3 separate regions of the Mus musculus genome follow, and regions 1 and 2 are each linked to region 3. Evidence: chromatin contacts called from public HiChIP or PLAC-seq data. All regions are on one chromosome and are shown on one strand. Each heading gives the region's core, a stretch centred on a gene start, on an enhancer-like site or on the middle of the called end of the contact. The rest is flanking DNA. Distances are from core to core; before and after follow the strand shown.

Region 1 (3,230 bases), core at 360-2,859, 530 kb after region 3:
AATAGCTGGACGGCAACATGGATGAGGGCAAAATGCGTGGTTAAGCATTTTTTTTTTTGCATGAGGTTACCAGCATATGCTCTGTGAGACTGTGACAAGTAAAACTTCAAACCAAAGAGAACTCAAAGAGCAAAGACTTTCTGTGACTGTTGTCATAAGACCAAGACTGTAAAAAACAAGGCAATGATACCAAATCCAATGTACCTGAAATAAAATCTTGAAAATCTTAAGTACTATGGAGAGCCACTGGAACTGTCTGAGAAGAAAGGGAGTATAGATGGACACATTATTATGTTGTTTATGCTTACTGATTACCTCTTATCAACATTAAGCTCCTCTCTTGAGTCATGACTTTCAGATCCATGAGAAACACATTCTTGGATCTTTAAACTTAAAGGAGACTGTCATATTTGTCTAAACTTAGGTGGAAAAATACCCAGTAGCAATTTTTCTGAAGCAAATTCTCTAAGCAAAGGAAAATCAAGGACCTACTAAAAGGAACAAACTGGCCTAAAGTTATCTCCAAGGTATCTGATGGTGTCTTGAGACTTCATCAAAGATGCAGGAAACTGAAGTGAGAGTTGTGAATGGAGGAGGAACACATTAGGCCACTTCAGAGCAATGGGCTTACAGCTTCAGTAGTAGGTGGACAAACCAACAGGGCTCCAGGAACATGGCCAAAGAAGATCTGGTTTGGAGGTAAGGCATTTGAGCTTGCTCTTGGTACCCCTAGAGCAAATGATGCTTCTTTATTCTGAGTCTTGCGCTTAATCATTAGAAGTGAAAAGAAACTAAAATTTTATGGTTTGAATAACTAGGTGAATATTGGTACATCAATAATTGTAAAAGCTTGGCCAGAGAATTATGTTTGGAAGTTTGAAAATGACATAAAGCCATCAGTGTTGGGTAAGTGTGGGTCAAATTATGTCTGGCCTAGGCAGGTTTATATACAGTACCAAGACATTTAACAATTGAGCTATGGCTTGAAAAATGTGTGGCTGAGTATTTACACAGAACTATAGGTACATGTTTATCATGCCATTACTTTACAGTAAACTTTTTATAAATAGAAGAATTGTACCTTTAACATATCTCTGGAATATGTGTATGCATACATATACATATATATTAAGTGTATATAATATGGATATTATATATCTATTGTGTACATATCTGTATATTAAATTCATGTATAGTATTAATATATATAAAATGCATAAACAAAGTAACCTAGCCATTGTTATCACTATTAATGTTTAAATATTATATGTTGTATATAATTGAATGTTATGCTTTTATACGACAGACTGCTAAAGTTTATTCACTGTAAATATAATTTTTATTCACCTGATATATTGGTCTTCTCTAATGTAGTTACTGAATAAGCTTGCCCTTCCTAGTTCTTTCTGGACTATTTCCAACCAGCTGTTCTGGCTCAAACTCCTCTCCAAGATGACTGTTTCAGTCTGACTTCTCTCAGTTTTTCACTGAATTCCTCTGCTTGGCCTCAAACTAACTCTGAAAATTTGTTCTCATCTTTTGGTTCCTTGTTATTCACTGGCATTAACTGAACTGAATATACTCATGAAGGAACTCAACTCCACTGCACTGCACTTCCTGTTTTGACTACCAACTGACTGATTCAACTCCAGTGCACTGAACTTAACTGACTGAAAAGATCTGTCTGAGTTCTACTTACTAAACTGCCCTCCAATAAGACATCACTTTCAAATGTGTTGCTCCCTTCTATAAACTAACCCTACTTGCATTGTTTTGGGTTAAAGATGTGTTCTAAAGATTTATCCATGTTCCACCCATATCATACTGTAATCCAGGGCAGGTATGCATTCCAGACAGATCCCTTCAACCTAGAAAGTCTCTTGCCAGAGCAGCCAGCCATGTTACTGGATTAAAATTCCTCTACAATTCATATCAGTTTCCCCACAAACACAGGAACACGGCATTGTTAAACAACTCTAACATCATTAGTTGACATGAATCTTTCAGCTGTTACTAATCTTATGGGATCATCATTGTGGATGTGATACATTGTGGAGATGCAGAGTGATGGATAATGACATTGCCTCAAAGCTCAAGGGAGATGAAGAATCGAGAAAGAAGGACTTGAGACTCCCTGGAGTATAGCTGGTACTTATACCCAGGTTGCACATTATTTAGGGTTTGAAGATGAGAGGAGGCAGAATTTGTTTTTCGTTTTTCTCATTTAAAATGCCTCCATTTCCAAATTAACCCAGTGCTTTTAAAAATTTTAAAATTAATAACTACTCACATTTTCATCTAGTAGGACTTTATTTATGGTTGACCTGGGCTGATTAAAAAATGTGTGAGAGAAGTGTAGGCATTGGCTTTGTTAAAAATAATGTATTTGAGACTTCATGAATAAATTTTAGATACTATTAATGGGGAAATAAAAAAATTTTGTTTGACTTTCTCAATTTATTTAGATACAAAATTTAAAAAATACGCTCAAACACAGAGTAGAAGACACATTTCTTCATTTCACATTCAGTGCTTTTACTAGGCCTTGATCTAGATCCTGGCCACTAGGAGAAGCCAATGGCAGATTGCCTTGTTCATTTATTTCATATGTTTTTAAATCTCTTTTAGCATTAAATAAAGCAAAAGAGACTATGCATAAATGAATAATGTCACTACATTAACTGGTAGTACTTTTTAGTTCTTTATTAACTTTAATCAGTGATGGGTGAAACTCGAGAGATTTTAAAATAAAGTGAGCTCAGATGAGCTTCAAAACACAGCATCTCCAGCTGGCATTCTACTATTGGGTCTTCAGAAACTAGTTTTATCTTTATGTTTTTATTTTAATAGGGAGAAGATATCAAATATAAGGTCGGATAGGGATAGTGAGTACTCACTGTGTGTTTGGAATAGTTCTAAGTGTTAAGATTATAGTAGTTTTTAAAAATAGTTCAGAAGCACTTGCTTTTATTTATTTGTTGGCCTTTAAATTTCATTTAATTTAAATGTGTTTTGAGACAGTGTTTCTCTGTGCAGCCCTGCCTGTCCAGGAACTAGCTATATAGGCTAGGCTGAACTCTGGCTTCGAACTCACAAAGATCCACCAGACTCTTCCTTTTAAGTGCTGCAATTAAAAGCATGTGTCACCATCTGGCTTACACTTGCTTTTATTGAAGCATATAGACAATAAATAAAATAAATATGTACAACTTATGCTAATTGACAATAAT
Region 2 (3,423 bases), core at 88-2,587, 710 kb before region 3:
CTTGGTTGACTTCAGTCCTAGGCAACTAGTGGCAAACTGCTTCAATAGATTTGACCTTTCTAGATATTTTGTTTAGAGCAGTGGTTCTCAACATGTGTGGGTTGTGACCCGTTTGGGAGTCACATATCAGATACCATTCCTATCAAATGTTTGCATTATAATTCATAACTGTAGTAACTTTATAGTTATAGCAACAAAAATAATTTTATGGTTATGGTTTACAACATGAGGAACTGTATTAAAGAGTCACAGCATTAGGAACCCTGAGAACCACTGGCTTAAAGAGAGAGCAAATATGCCTTAGGCATAGAGTAATGGTCTTTAGTGTTCTAATAATTAGACTGTTTTTGAGGTTTAGCCATGATGTATCTATGATTTGTTCGTTTTAATGGCTGAATAATATTCATACTTATAAATCTATCTGATTTTATTAATACATATATTATTTGATAGTTTTGTTTCAGGATTTTATGTAACCTGAACAGTAGTGATACCCATATTCTTTTATAATTTTTTTTCTCAAGCATATATTTTTATTTCTCTTGGGTAGTTGTGTAGATGCTGAGTTTGGGGATAAATTTATGTTTAACTCATGAGGAAACTGCCAAACTGTTTCCTAAGGGATTTCACATTCCTCCCTCAGTGTCTGATGGTTCTAATTTTCCACATCTCTGCTAACATTAGGCATTTTGTTTTGATTCTGACTATTTTACTGTGTGTATGAGGTGGGCTGGTATGTGAGCTTGCTCACACCCCCCCCCCCCCCCCGCCTTTTTCCCCAAGCCCATATTCTTACCCAAAGTCTCACTGTTCTGTGATGATATACTGAATCTACTAACATTCACACTTGGGCTCAAAGTCCTAGCCCCCTCTTCTCAGTGGTAACATTTCTGAAAATTTATTCCTCTCTAAAATTTGTGTCCCTATCTTTTTGATGTGCATTTGCTCCAGCTTCTCCCTCTCTTGAGCCTGCTTCCATCTTCCAATTGGAGGTGCTCTGAGAGCTCAACTCAGAACAATGAATGCAAAGCCAGATCTATTTCTGTGGATCCAACAGTAGCAGGATGTAGATTGAATGTGAGTCATTGAAGTAGAGAGGGAGTGAGGAAGACCTCTAACTTGGCGTGCTATTTGAACGGATGCTCGTATGACAAACTGGACCAATTAGATGTCTGTGGAAAGAGTCTTTTAGACACAAAGGTGAATGAAGAGATTTATTCATTAGGCAAGAAGGAGGCACATGTGGAGGGAGCAGAGCTGTAAGTGAGAGAAGGGCGCAGGGTGATCTGAGAGAGCCAAGCCTTTGATGTGGTGTCAGAAGCAGAGCTTCCTGCTCATGCTAGCAACAGAGAGCAAGGGGCTCAGGACAGACCAAAGGGCCAATGAGAAGGCTTTCACAGTAACTGTGGGTGAGAAATGGCAGGGCCTGAGTTGGAAAGTAACAAACAACTAGGAAGTAGCAGGGACCTTGATAAATATTTTGAAGATACTGTTTTTGTTGTTGTTGTTGTTGTTTTAAATTGGTATAGAAACTGTGAATAAGGGACAAGTCCAGGGACATTCTCAAGTTTTTGGCCAAAGTAAATTCACAAAGGCAACTGTGTGAATTGAAATTCCAGAGGCATAATAGTGGAAGGGTGAGAGGAAATGAGATTTTCTGTTTTAGATGTGTTAGATCAGTGTGCCTATTAGATCTTCAAGAATGGCTGTGGCTTGACAGTTTGGAACACAGTCAGGGGCAGGACTCAAGACAGCACCTGGGGAATTGTCAGGATATAAGTTGTCCTTGAAGTTGTTGCTCTAAGAGAACTCACCTAGGAGGTAGCATGCCTTTTCTGTGAAGGATTTGAAACACAATGACAATAAAATTCAGACTTCTGAGGTTTGACTATCTGTTGTGAATGGAGCTCTAGGTAGTAATTAAGAGGACTGCCTTCCAATAAAAGATGATTTACAAAAGCTTCTAGATCATGGGCTAGATTTGACCTGCATACAACAGTTTAGTGACCTGTGACTTTCGCAGTGCCTACAGAGAGAGGAGACCCAAACCCTAGCTTGGTCCTAAGGTTCATTTATACCTAGAGGTCAGGAATATAGACAGGAATCTGAGATGAAGCCGCGGGGCTGAATGTTTGTTCTCTGATTTTTACTATGACTAATGGATACAAGGCTGAGAACTCAAGAGGATGGCGAGTTTATCATTTGTGTTTCTCCTCACTTTGCCTATGTCCTAAGTGCCTAGTAATTTGTATAAATTTCCAGACAGGAAATATTCTAATCCCTCTTACACATGGAAGTTCTCTGAGTATAACAACCACTCTCTGTAGTTAGGAGACATATTGTATAAAATGCTCCCAACTCATTAGACATTTGAATGTGAAATTCCTGTCACAGGGTTTAGGTGGGTTTTCCAGTGTGCTTTCCTGAGAAGTCATCTGATTTGTGTCCTTTTGCTCAAATGATGAAGTTGGAGCTTTTTGTGTATAAACATTCATGTTCTGTATCTGTTGCTGACCTCTACATACTTGGCACAATGTAAAGGGAAGAGTTCAGGGAAAACTTGAGAGTTCCCTTCTCTTGAGGTCTTTGAAATAAATCTTTGTGAAGGAATACCACTGCACATTTTCTCATAAGGCTAAAAGTCCACTGTGTATGTATACATGAAACAACTCAACCATTGTTGGTGAGTGGCATTTTATAGTTTTCTGTCTCAGCGCAGACAGATGAGTATTTAGATATTTCCAGGAGCTTTGATTATATCTGTATTTCATTTGTGGAGTTGTTTGGACAATGTATGGCTGGTTTAATGTTTATTCTTATATCATCATGCCTAATAGATGTGATGTGAAGTAGGAATTAAGAAACTCACATATATATACATACATACACACATACATACATACATACATACATACATACACACACACATACACACATACATATGTGTGAGTATATGTGAGTGTGTGTGTGTATGCATGTCTGTGTCTCTGTATGTGGTTGTTCAGACACCAAAAGTGGTTCTGAAAGTTTTGCATTGCCTACTGACAGACATTATGTATCAAGAACTCACATTATCATAGGTCACTGAATTAATTTAAGAAATACGAATTGACATCACTACTTTAGGGAATTATGGGCTGCTGTTTGAAATACTGTCTTTGTAAAATTTGAAAATTTAGAATAAATTTTATTTTTAGAGTGTAGGGCCCTTGTGAATGAAGTGTTGGTTTTTTCCAAATCCCAGGGTTTATGGACAAATGGTAGACTCCTTCCATCTCCTCATCAAAATAGCTGAGTGTTTTTGTCTCCATTGACTCTTGAGTGTAATCTTTAAATGGAAAGAGAGTTCAAAAAGGCATTTAAAACTTTTCAGAGGTGTGTTCAAAAGTCATTTGTTATTTGTGAAAGAAGGCAGCCATAATT
Region 3 (3,631 bases), core at 454-2,953:
CTTTAGAAGCACCCATATACCTAAAGGCTATCTAAACTTGAAAGACACTATATTTTCAAAGTTTTGTTGCAGCAAGATCTTTTTCTAGAAAAAAAAAAAGGATAAAAGTTTAAAATGGTATACTTCTCTAATTCACTCTCAATTTGTTTTTTTGTCCAGTTAATCCATGCAATTTGACAAGAAAAATATGAAATTTTAGGAGATTTTGTCTGTATTAACAATGATGGCCAGGAAAGTAGTAAGAGGACCGATGTCACATGGTCTTCAGAGGGAACTTTGGTGCCCAGCATCTATCTGTTTCAGCCTGTTATTAAAGATGGGAATACTTACTTCATTTTGTCTATAATGTACTATCCCTAAAATTTAGCCCATTGAATCATGTGTACATGTACTCTACTACCATACCTACCACAGGACTGTGTTTACGTATAAGCATATACATGGCTCTATTTCCATATAAATTGGAAAGCATGACACCAGAAAACAGACCTCTTTTCAGCTCTAGGGAATGAGGACTGCTTTTTTATCTTTTTTTTTTTTTTTTTTTTTTTTCGAGACAGGGTTTCTCTGTGCAGCCCTGGCTGTCCTGGAACTCACTCTGTAGACCAGGCTGGCCTCGAACTCAGAAATCCGCCTGCCTCTGCCTCCTGAGTGCTGGGATTAAAGGAGTGCGTCACCACACCCGGCTTTTTTATCTCTTTAGGGAACTAAAATGAAGGATTTGCTTTCTATCCTGAACTTCCATAACAATCCCATTAACATCTTAGGCTTGCTCTGTCACTCCACTCCACTCAGTTCTCCTTCCCTGTTCGCAGTAAGCTCTCATGAGGTTGCTGATTTCTTTCTCTCACGATGTTGTCCCAAGGAAGGAAAGAAAGCCTCCGTGGGTTTCAGCATTTTCCTCCTCCTCCTTCCTTGAGCTGTGATCACACACTGAAAGCTCCATCCTGTGCTGATGTTTGAGAATCTGTTACCATGGAGCTATTCCCCAGCTCAAAGGATGGTTTTATTACATACAGTGTTACAGGAAAGGAGGATGGTTAAAATTAAACTTAAAAACCCTTGATTAATAATAGAAAATGAGAAAAAAATGTTTTCAGAATCGAACATGGGGTTGAGTGCAATGTATTGTTATGGTTACCCTTGTTCTCCAAGGAGCTCCTTTTATTTTATGTTTTCTGTTTGTGGGGAGGGAATTGTAGCAAATATAAAAGACTGTGTTGTCTGCTAGCTACTGGGCATATGTCCAAAATACAAGTGGACGTTAACTCAATTCAGCAGATAAGATTTCCTTAGGGACTTTTGGAAGACTTTCCTAGTTCATTTCTATGGCCTGCATATGACCTGTGTGTGTCCTCTCAGACAAAGCTACTTAAAGAAAAATTAATAAGATTTGGTGTGTGCATATGGGGAGGTCAAGAAAGACTTAAAAAGAATGAACAGTAAACAGAATTTTGAGGTACCAGTGATTTTGGCAATGAAGATAGGCTTCTTGCGTCAAGGCAGGTCTAGAAGAAGCTGATGCTGAGGAAGCATAATAAACTCTTTGATGAAGGCCTGCATCACACACAAAATGTGCTACTCTTTAGCCAGTGGTGAGCCTGCTTTGAAGGCCAACTTCTTGATTTCTTACCTAGAGTGAGTGACCAGGGTGTGGAGTTTTTGAAGATGTGTGGTTTTAGAAAAATAACAATTTTTGAATTGAACCACATCTTAGCTACTTTGCATATTTTCGAACATTTTGAAGTACATTAATGATCTAGGAAAGCATGTTTACCAAAAAAAAAATCTATGTATAAAAACTCTAAAAAGTTATTTTTAATAACATTTAAGAGTAATAGAATTTAGAGATACATTAAGGGGTAAATATAATGAGCAGCAATTAAACATTTTAAATGTCTTAAAAAGCTGTTAAGTGATTTATGGGGATCCCTCACTTTTTGGGAGGTAAAGAACTACAACTACTAGGCAAGAATTCAGAGCCTTCTCTGCTTGTAGGACCTATGCCCAGATAGGAACACAGAAGGTACCTGGCATTAGGTGACAGCAGGGTCCCAGGCAGTTCTGTTGGCCATGCTTAGCTTTGGCTCTAACCGAACTATGGATATATGTTGCACATGCCTGACAATTGTCATAACAACAGGGTGTGGGAAGGAGAGAAATGAGGAAGTTGTGGCTTTTCTCGGTATGGCCCAGCAGTTAAGAATTTGGGATTCCAATTAACAGCTGGGTGTTTGTTTAAGCTCTTCATGCCTCAGGTTTCTCATCTGTGAAATTGGATCCATAATCATATTTACCTCGTCAGATAGCCCTAAGGATTAAATTAAAAAATATATGTAAATTAGGTTAGACATTTGTACACAGTAAGTTCCCAACTTTTAATAACCACCTGATATGTATGATGACTGCTGTAATATTTTATAATCTCCTCAGAGGTACTTAATTGATACATATCTGAGTTAGTCCTTTGGCTTTATAGACCCTTCTGGTAGACTACATTAAGGAATGCACATCACTAAGAATGCTTTTAGGTTTTCATTCTTGTTTCGTTATAGTCAGTCTTGGTGGAAATGTGCCTAATTGTACCCCAGTGTTCTCTAAAAGCTTCAGTCTACTGATTGTTGGGTGCTTATATGAGATGGTTTTTTTTTTTTTAATCTTTTCTTTATAACCATCTTCTCAAGGAGTCCTCATTTCTATTATGCAGCTTACTGTTTCTCTGGTAGAGCACTCATCCTCAACTCTCATAGAAGCTGCTTTACTTTCCTATGTAGACTTTTACAGTGTTAGATGGTTGCAGATGTCAAATACTTAAAATTTGATTGGACACAGGCCATACTAGCTCTCAGGCTCTCCTGCCCTGCATGTGGCAACAAATGGTCTTAGTTTGCCAGTTTTCCTGCAAATAACTTTCTGTGGTATTTGTTTGGTTCCTCCCCATCCAGTGGCCATATTAATGTATATTACAATACAGTTTGAATTTTAAGTGTGGCCTTCATAGCTTGTTGAGCCCTGTGTTCCTAGCAGGACTGCATGGTCCTGGTGATGGCCTATTATGATTAGCATATCTGCTGTTCTACACTTGCATGAAGTGGGCATTAGTCACAGCTGGGACAATAGTAGCTTCTGAACTGTTCCAGGTATTGAAGACATACAGGAAGTTTTCAAGCTCACTGCAGAACAAATAAAGACAGACAAAGCAGAAAGGAAAACAAACACTCCTTCTCTCGCTTTTACTGTGGCTTGGTGCTTTCTCAATATTTCATTTCTCCTTAGTAGCTGCTCTCCCAGGGAGCAGGACAACAGGACTCTTCCTTGATATGTAGAAAGCTGTAAGAAGGAGATGAGACACTCTCTTGGTCTTGTTGTTTGCATGGCATTCGTTATGTGAATGTTCACTTTTTTTTTTTTTAACCTACATGAGCAACTGATAATGGGAAAAGCCCTCAAAACCCCTCACAGTCCAAAACATTTCCATTTATTGCTGAATTGTTATGGTTTCTAATAGATACATGGAATCCAGATTATCATTATTTGGTGGTGGTGGTGGTGGGGGAACTTCCAATTTAACGTGTGAAGGGTGGTCCAACATTAGATGTAAGCAACTTCTCAGAGCAGATGTAGATAAAAA

The links. HiChIP or PLAC-seq counts read pairs in DNA pulled down with a chosen protein or histone mark.
Region 1: a contact with region 3 is called in a RAD21 HiChIP or PLAC-seq map of pro-B cells, with 5 times the contacts expected there. The contact joins two enhancer-like sites. A contact is called at or near these places in 1 of 15 datasets of contacts at CTCF or cohesin (pro-B cells), 1 of 484 Hi-C or Micro-C datasets (pro-B cells) and 1 of 115 datasets of contacts at active chromatin or transcription factors (large pre-B cells).
Region 2: an SMC1A HiChIP or PLAC-seq map of large pre-B cells shows a contact between it and region 3, with 5 times the contacts expected there. The contact joins two enhancer-like sites. A contact is called at or near these places in 1 of 15 datasets of contacts at CTCF or cohesin (large pre-B cells) and 1 of 115 datasets of contacts at active chromatin or transcription factors (large pre-B cells).

What each region holds. Positions count from the first base shown.
Region 1 is chr12:42,409,347-42,412,576 of GRCm38.p6, forward strand. No RefSeq gene overlaps it. Among named protein-coding and RNA genes, the nearest start is that of n-TEctc2, 4.2 kb to the right of the region's middle. Within about 2 kb of position 1,610, at least 6 of the 459 cell types and tissues checked have an H3K27ac peak or open chromatin away from gene starts, as enhancers often do. A contact at or near this core is called in pro-B cells, where this site is marked.
Region 2 is chr12:41,166,689-41,170,111 of GRCm38.p6, forward strand. All of the region lies in intron 4 of Immp2l (IMP2 inner mitochondrial membrane peptidase-like (S. cerevisiae)), which reads left to right. Among named protein-coding and RNA genes, the nearest start is that of Immp2l, 140 kb to the left of the region's middle. Within about 2 kb of position 1,338, at least 39 of the 459 cell types and tissues checked have an H3K27ac peak or open chromatin away from gene starts, as enhancers often do.
Region 3 is chr12:41,876,533-41,880,163 of GRCm38.p6, forward strand. The region is part of intron 6 of Immp2l (IMP2 inner mitochondrial membrane peptidase-like (S. cerevisiae)); the gene reads left to right. Among named protein-coding and RNA genes, the nearest start is that of Gm46348, 110 kb to the right of the region's middle. Within about 2 kb of position 1,704, at least 59 of the 459 cell types and tissues checked have an H3K27ac peak or open chromatin away from gene starts, as enhancers often do. A contact at or near this core is called in pro-B cells, where this site is marked.